Linked DNA regions of Anser cygnoides: region 2 is linked to region 1. A link is a contact called in public Hi-C data. All regions are on one chromosome and are shown on one strand. Each heading gives the region's core, a stretch centred on a gene start, on an enhancer-like site or on the middle of the called end of the contact. The rest is flanking DNA. Distances are from core to core; before and after follow the strand shown. Region 1 holds the start of ZCCHC2 (zinc finger CCHC-type containing 2). Region 2 holds the start of KDSR (3-ketodihydrosphingosine reductase).

Region 1 (4,355 bases), core at 1,085-3,584:
GTGTACTTAGCATATTTGAAGTCTTAAAAATCCCTGTCTCCTTTCAGTAGTCCTCAAAAGCACATCCTGTCTTTACCAAGCAGATCAAGGGCCATTCCTTTAGAATCACAGCAGTTTTCTGTGAGTGGATGAACTGGACAGCATCAAAAGTAAATTTAAAAAAAAAATGTTTGTACCTTTTTCTGTTAAGCCCCTGACGAATGTGTTGGTTTTAACAGCCTATCTGCATTGTAAGTACCTATCTTCCAGCCCTTTCTTCCTCTTTGCACGAGAGGCCATCTATAGACCAAAAACTGCAGAGCTCCAAGACGATGACTTGGTTGCATAAATATGGGGCGGATTTTTTTTAAAGCAAACATTCACCAAAAGGGCAGCAATGGGTGGCCAGGGGGGAAAAACCCACGTTTAGATATTGCTGCTGCATATGAGAATGCTTCAGTGCCACTCATGGAGAGTCCTCGCTCTGTGACAGCCACCTTCCAGCAACAAGTGGCACATCTGCTTTCAAGATGTGCTCTGCTGCTTCCTGACAGCCACCCAGAAATTAAGCTTTTCTCTGAACAGAAGTTGCAGTTGTGACATTTTAATTTGCTCGTTTAGTAAAACGATTACCACCCCTTCCCAAAGGCCTTCAACCACCTCACGGAACGCGGCTTTTGAGAACCAGCCTCGCGGCCGCTGACCCTTAACTACAGCCCTGATCCTTGCCAAGTCTCATTTTTGGGGGGAGAGAGCAGCTTCCACGTGAAAATTGCCCCAACACCTTCTATTGTTTGGAGCCCCTGCAGCAAGCTCTCTCAGGCCGTATGGTTTCGATCTGGCGTTATGATTATTTTTACGAGTTTAGCCAAGCTGCCGCTTGCACTTCTGCATCGTGCAACTTCTTCAGCGGCCTGCAGCGTACGAGGCAGCCGCTCGAGCTTTACGGGCACTCTGCATCCTACGCTCTAGCAACACGGGGGCTCTAAAGGCAGCGCACCAGAAAGCATGGCTGGCCAGAAAAAGCACCCCCCCCCCCCCCCACTACGTCATACCGGGCAGTATTACGTCACAGCCCCACATTCGCAGCAGGCCCTACAGAGAAGGGGGGCAGGGCTCTCTGGGTGCCCTCTGCCCATCCCACGGGGGTGGGGGGGCTTCGCCTCGGCTCCTAGAAAATCACGGGGAGGGGGCGAAGAAAGGGGAGGGCGCCCAGCGGGAGGGCAGGGCGCGGGGCACGCCGTTACCTGGGCTCGGGGGCGGCCGAAGCCCTCCTCGTCCTGGTCCCCGCACAGGGCCCTCCGCAGGCGCTCCAGGTGCTCCCTCAGGGTGACCCGCTGGTGGAAGGAGAAGGCCGGGTGCAGCGAGGCCATGGTGAAGAGCAGCAGCAGCTCCTCCTGCGCGCCGAAGCCCAGGCCCTGGGCGGCGGGGAGGGGAGCCTGGCCGTTCTCCCCGGCGCCGTCCATCACCACCACCACGTCGTCGTCGTCGTCCTCCTCCTCCTCGGCCGCCTCCTCCTCGGCAGCGCCCGCCGGGGGCCGCCTTGCCGGGCAGCTCTGCAGGATGGAGTCCACCTGGGGCAGCAGGCGGTGCAGGCGGCCGGCGGCCTCGCGGTTCTCGGAGCCCAGCAGGGCCAGGTAGACGATGAGCTTGGAGCGCACGGCCGGGTCGCGGAAGTCGCCGAGCTGCCCGGGGTCGCTCAGCCCGTTGGCCTTGGCCTCCGAGTCGCGGAGGCAGTGGTAGTCCTTGCGGGCCAGGTCCTCCAGGCACGAGCCGAGGAACCGCAGCTCCAGCGGGTTGCACAGGTCCAGCAGCCCCACCATGAACTCCAGCCGCTGCGCCGAGCCCAGCACCAGCCCGAACCACTCGTACACCGTCTCCTTGTCGGTGCGGGCCGCCGCCGCGCCGGGCCCACCGCCGGCACCGCCACCGGCAGCGCTCGGCGTGGCGGCGGCGGCGGCGGGGGGAGGCGGCGGGCCGGGCCCGGGCCCCGTCCCGGTTCCCAAGCCGTGCAGCTGGCTCGGCCTGTCCGGCCCGCACCCCCTCCCCGCGGCGGCTCCCCCGCGGGCCGGCGGCCGGGGCAGCTGCTGCAGCTGGAGGTGACAGTCCAGGGCCGCGCCGGGCTCCTTCAGCCCCAGCCCCGCGGCCGCCGCCTCTTCCGCCGCCGCCGCCTTGTGGCTCGTCTGCTTGAGGGGCAGCTTCATCTTCAGCATCCTCGGCGAGGGGCGGCCGCCAGCGTCCCGCGGGGCCCGGCTGCGGGGCTGGGCGCGGAGGGGAAGGGGACGAAGGGGGGTGGCGGCGGCGCTCAGGCGGAGCCGCCGCTCATCGCCGCCGCGGCCCTGCCGGCGCGGGAGAGGCGCGCGCGGGGGCAACGCTCCGGTGCGTGCCGGGAAACGGGGGGGGCCGGAGGGAGGGAGGGAGGGAGGGGGCGGCGGCTCCCGCAGCGCCCCCCCGGCCGCCGCCTCCTCCTCCTGCCGCTGCCCCTATCGGCGCCGCCGACGTCAGCGCGCTCGCGACCGCGGGGCGGGGCGGCCGTTGGGGCCGTTAGGGCCGCTGCGGGGGGTGTGTGGCGTGCTGAGGGGGGCGCCGCCAGGAGGAAGGGTTCCCTAAGGGTGGGCGCTGTGAGGGCGCTGCCGCCGCCCTGCTCTGTTCCCAGGCCTGCGGGGAGCCCGCAGTTATCGGATTGAACAGCCCGAGCAATCTTGCTTCTTGCTCCGGCTCCCGCACGTTTACATAAAGACGGCGTAACTGAAAACAGAATCGCAAAACCCGTCCCATCACGGTGAAGAACAAAATGTGGCCCGCTAATTAGAATTATGCAAAGCAGCGTCCCTAAACAGCTTACAGCAACAAAGTACGAAGGGCCGCTGCTAACCCCCCCCTTATCTGTCTGTCCGGGAGCTGATTGTGCTGCCATGAAAGAGCCTATTTATTAAACAACCAAGTAAATGTCATGCAGATTGTAATAATCTTGCATGCATCGTTCAGATTTGACACAGACCTTCAGTGTACTCTTCAGTGGTGGTTACAGACTAAACCATATCCTGATTTCTTATATATATTCAGTGAGTACATATACTCACATACATACATTCTATTAAAAAATAAACTTTTAGGTAGTATATGTTAGGTTTATACTTTCCTAATGGCTGCTTTGACCTCTTCTAGTAACACAAATAGACTTGAACCCGATTCAGCTAACTCCACTCTTTCATTACCTTCACAGACCATGGTCACTGCCATCACGGCCTCTTCCAAGGCTTGTGACAGCAGAAATGTAGCAGGGAGCAGGAAGTTGTTCTACTGTTTTCTCCCAGATTGCTAGCAGTTCTTCATCAGTCCCAGAACCAGGAAGGTGAAGAGTAGGTGTAAGAGGTCTCATAAACCCCTTTATTCTTCCATTTTATCTTCCTATGCTGTTCACTGGTTAGGGCCTGGCTGGACCGATGAATCACTCCAAATACTTACAGTTAATAGAACAGTTATCATAATATCCCAAGATAATATTTTCTTACCATTATGAAGCAATAATTCTTGTCTCATTATTACGAGTTTTCTGTTTTGTTTTGTTTCCAAATAAAATCAGCCATGACTATCACAGCAGATATACTAAGCTGAAATCATGGATTTACTGAAACATGACCAGAGGCCTCTACTTTGAACGGCTGTTTCATCTGAATAGAATTTGCAGGATCAGAATTAAAATTGTATGGGTGTTAGAAATAACATTTCTCATATTTTAACAATATGTGATTCGAATAAAACGTGACATAGTTCCAAACAGATGACACCATGGAGGGGGGAAAATGAATTTAATTTTGGTGGGAGGGAAGAAGGCAATGAGAGAAAGAGAAAGTCCACTGAACCATTCATAAGTCCACAAAGGTATGAAAAATTGCACATGCATGAGGGTAATGGTTGAAAGTACACTCCCCAAGTCCAGAAAATACTTGAGCATGTGCCTACGTCCATCCCGATGTGATAGTTCCCAAGCTGATGCTAAGTTTCACAACTAAGCTGAAGAACCTGATTAACTCAGCCCCTTTGTATCTCTGGTTTTCTAATGGTTTAAATTATGATACCTGAGGAAAACAGATTTGCAATATAGGAAAAACAAAACAAAACAAGAAAAAAAAAAAACAGGAAAGGGACTGGTGTGAGAAGGCAAAAAGAAAACAAAGATACTCTAAGTGGGCTTAGAAGCATTTCAGTAGCTCAGGGAGTTGGCAGCAAGAAGAAACAGGACAATGTGGAACAAGGACTCTGAGTATCCAGAGGAAATGAAAGTGAAACTCAGGGCTGGGAATGGAAGAAGAAAGCAGCGGGGCAATGCACGAACACTGCTGTGATACGCTGCCCTTGAGATGTTCTAATCT
Region 2 (4,355 bases), core at 1,242-3,741, 380 kb before region 1:
GGCACAACCAGAAAATCCAGCAGATGAGTAGTCGGGCACAATACAAGCAACTCTGTGGGCTGCAACCTTGCTACCTAATCTTCTAAAGCTTTGTGTCTTATCTTAAGTTATCTTAAAACATGTTCTATTTCTTCTACATGTACCTTGTATGTTTTGGGAGCTTTTTTCTTTTGAGAAGATCAGAAGGATGCTTCTGATATCAGCCATTTGCGTTGTAATATTTACCAATTCACAAATTTGTTTCCATGTTTAAAGGGCTATTTTGATTCTTGAGTTGCCACACTTGTGTTCATACTGAATTACCTCAACCCACAATATTGTTACTGCAAAAGTCCGTTGAAAGATTTAAATCAACCAAACTGAGGAAGCACAGCAGCAACAGCTCCTCTAGGTTGGGTGTTTTCATCTACTTGTATTTGCTTTCCTTCTCTAAATGCATCACTGTTGTATTGAAGTTTCTTCTAAAGATTAATTAGCAAAGCAATTAGCATGTTTTATCCATTCTTTTTTCCTCCCCATCCCGAGGGTACATGCATACATTGGACAGTTTACGCTTTAAAATTACACTTTTTGATGCTATTTATGAAGGTCAGATTAATTAAATATTGCTTTATGTGCAACTGAGGTTTGGACTGGCGAGCATTGACATTTATGTTAGTGTTCAATTTGCAGTTCTACAGTCATTGAGAAAACAGTTTTATGGTAAACAATTCCCTTGTGCCAGGAATGCATTTCCTTGGCAAATGAAGTCATACAAGATGAACACAAACCAAATAACTCAGGAAGGGGAAAATTCAGTATCTGTTGTCATACTTTGAAATCCCAAACCTCCTGCTATGCAGATCCATTGTTGGATTATATGCAGTTCATAAGGTCTTCACCTTTGAATACATTTCCCAGACATAAATTCATGGCACTTTACTCTCCTCAGAACAAAATAAGAGCAGACACTACCTGGTTTGTCAACCACAAGGTTGTAAAAGGGCCCCTTGAACAAAAGGACAAAACTGTACAGACTTCTTCATAAAATCTGAGGGGATTCCATGTTAAACTAGAAGGGCTTTTCAAGTGTGTTTAGTAATATGTGATCATAACCGTGACTAATCAGGACCATATCATGTGTTCAAGGCTTTTAAAGGCCTTGAAAGAATATGTTTAATCTCCATTTACTAGAAGTTTACTGGAGATGATTGCTTTCATCCATGCCCTCACCTCACATTGATACAGAGAGTGATATTGTGTTGTATTGTGAAAGATGGATTTATCTCCACCTGCTTTGCTTTATCTCCATACTGCTGACATTTGGGCTTTTAAAGTCTCACCGTGTTCGGCAGTGGATGTCTATAAATAGCGTCTAGTTATTACCTTATCAATCTCTTCTTTTGTGTTTAATTAACATTATACAGAAGACAACACACACAGGTTGTCCTGTAAGTAAAGAAGGAAATGAACGTATTTGCTGCATTTTCTGGTCTAGATCCTACTTTGACTTCTGCTAACAATGTAATTAATGTACTGTCTTTTCTCAGATGGACCACTAATCAATTCTTTCCCTTCCGTTGTTGTCATTGCGGCAGCTATCATCTTATTAGGCATGATTTCTTCCTCTCATTTCCTCATGCCTCTGCAGCACTGTGACGAAGACGTATTCCAGGTCAACCCCATTTCAGAACCAATTCTGGGTTTCTCCCCCCTTTACTGCACCAAATCCAGAGCCTTTGTCCTCACCTTGAAAACCGCCTAATCCCTGCCCACACCTCTGTTCCCATTTCCGCCTACTCGCTACTTCTAATCTCGTCTCCAGTATTATTTTCACACCCTCCTGCACACCCTCTTGCCTAGTGTTTTCCTGTCCGATCGTTACGTCTCTGGGGCTGCAGCTTTACTCTGCGTACCCCGTAAAGTGTTTTGTGAGAGACAGAACCTGCACCGCGTTTCGTGAAATAAAATAATTTGAGGGGGGCTCTTTTCAGTTAGAAACGGTGAAAAACTTTTGAATGCGGATGATTATACTGAATGAATATCTAAGACATACGTATGGCGTTATTTTATTTGGACTAGTGAGGAGGTCAGGGCTTAAGCGCTTCGCAGCGCCACACCGGGCGATTTCCCCCCAGCATCCCCCTCCGAGCGTTAGCCGTTAACGGTCGCCAGGCGCCGCGCGCGGGCCTCCCCTCACGGCTCCGCGCGCCCAACCCCGCCCCCTCCTTTCGGCGGGAAGCCCACGTGACACCGAGGGGGCGTGGCCAGAGGCCCGTCGTGGGGGGGGGGGAGGGGGGGCGCCCTCCGCCCTTTGCCTCCCCGCGGTGACCCTGCGAACGGCCCGCGGCGCCAATCTCCGAGCGCCGTCCCTCCCCCCGACCAATCAGCGGGCTCCGCTGGACGCCCGCCGACCAATCGCAGCGCGAGGACCGGAGCCCGCGTGGCCAGCCAATCAGCGCGCGGAGCGGCGGCAGGGCTCTCCCCCCCCCCCCCCCCCCATCCTCCTCCTCCTCCTCCCCGGCCCCGCGGCGCCGCGGCGCAGGCGGGCACCCGCCGCCCTCCCTCCCTCCCTCCGTCGGCCTGAGGGGCTGCGCTTCCTCCCCGTCCTCCTCCTCCTCGCGCCCGGCCCCAGCCATGCTGCTCCTGGCGGCCGCCTTCGTCGTGGCCTTCGTCCTCCTCCTCTACATGGTGTCGCCGCTCATCAGCCCCAAGCCCCTCAAGCTGCCCGGCGCCCACGTCGTGGTGAGTGAGGTGTCGTCTGTGTGGGTGTGGGTGTCCCCCCTTCCCTCCTTTTTATCCCCCCCCCGGCGGCCGTTAACCGCCGCTGCTGGCCGTTTCGACCGTTGGGCCGCGGTTTTTTTTTTTTTTTTTTTTCTTCCTTCTCCAACTGAGCCCCTTGCCTTGGGTCGCGTTCAGAACGATGAAAATATTCCTGCGAGGGAAACCTCGCGCCCAAGCCACGGCTGCTGGCTGCGTTAGCAATTTAAGCTGGGTTTGGCACAAGGGGAAGCCTCGAAAACGGCATTTCTGAGAGTCTTGTTAAAATTTATAAAAATTCTTGTCCAAATAGGGAGTTTATTGCATTAAAATACTGATGGAGCAAAAGGCTGTTGGTGTATTTCAGCCTCACGATATGAATCTGCAGGTAATCAGCTTCATCCGCATTGCTGCTGGCAGAGCTATTGTTTTACTTCGACTTGAGTTATGCTCTTAAAGTATTCCTGCAAACTAGTGAGATGTGGAGCAGCTGTTTCAGTCTTCATTGCTAGTGGAGGACTTGTTCGTGTTAGGTCAGAGGTTGGACTGGGTGATCTTGGGGGTCCCTTCCAGCCTAGACGATTCTGTGATACTCAGACTTGTAGATGCTCTTAATAACCCTGGACACTTGCGCATGTTGGATTTCAAGTTTTCTAGCTAACTGTGTAAGGAAAAATATTGTATAATGGTACTGTAAATCAGAAGCTTTGTTCAGGGAGGCTTTCCACATTGACTGTGTGTGTAAAGGGAATTCCCACATCATCTAATGGCAGTGAGTTTTCTGCTTCCGAAGTTATTAAAGCTTGAAAATATTTAGGACCATCACACTCTTTAAGGATTTCTTTGATGTCTTTTGACAGAAAAATGTCAAAATCTGTTTGTGCTCTGCATATATAATTTCTTGTAAACATATGACTTAATTCAGATAACACCAAAGCTTAATGATTGGTGATCTTTGTCAGGCCTCAGTTAAACCCAGTCTTCAAAATTACTACTTGGGAAAACATTGTGCTATTTCAATATGCTTTTAGTTCAGTTGGTTAAGTAATGTAGTGAGATTCAGACAGGTTTGATTTTACATATTTAACAAAAGGAAGGATGTAAGTTGTTTATTTAGCTGGATAAGCCCTCCTCGGGGGACAAATGATTACCACTTCACAGTAAATACACTTTTTCAACATATACTCAATAAATTTCTTTTTCTGCAGCTTAAAAAGGAAGGCCTATCTATAAACTCTTTTTTTCTGGGAGCTTGTTGAAACTGTTATGAAAATCTGTTGTATTTCTTAACGAAGGTCATCGTACAACTTCGGACACTGTTCCAGACAGCATTTCATACCAATTACTTATTGAATTTTCAATTTAAATCAGCGTTTTTTCACTCTCTACTTAGTTGTTCATAAAATTTATATCTCTCTGCTCCTAAAAGTTATGGTTAATATAGTTAGATGTTTGAGTTGTGGCTAAGTAACTAAGTGGGCAGAGATTTGAATCAGAAAACTTATGATTCTTTTTCATCTGTCTTCTAGCAGAGTCACTTGCATGATGGAAATGCGCCCTGTGTCACCCGAGGCATGCTTTCTGGAGGAATCACGATTATAGGAGTCCCTTTTACT

Evidence for each region. A called contact is a pair of places that touch in the nucleus more often than the background predicts.
Region 2: a Hi-C map of liver shows a contact between it and region 1, with 1.8 times the contacts expected there. The contact joins the promoter of KDSR here to the promoter of ZCCHC2 in region 1. A contact is called at or near these places in 2 of 7 Hi-C or Micro-C datasets (both in liver).

The regions. Positions count from the first base shown.
Region 1 is chr2:82,581,562-82,585,916 of Taihu_goose_T2T_genome, reverse strand. ZCCHC2 (zinc finger CCHC-type containing 2) reads right to left here and starts at 2,334. Exons shown (of 13, transcript XM_066992532.1): 1 at 1,227-2,334. The coding sequence starts at 2,192. LOC106039942 (a long non-coding RNA gene) reads left to right here and starts at 2,470. Exons shown (of 4, transcript XR_001209581.3): 1 at 2,470-3,044.
Region 2 is chr2:82,958,104-82,962,458 of Taihu_goose_T2T_genome, reverse strand. KDSR (3-ketodihydrosphingosine reductase) reads left to right here and starts at 2,491. Exons shown (of 10, transcript XM_013187418.3): 1 at 2,491-2,724. The coding sequence starts at 2,617.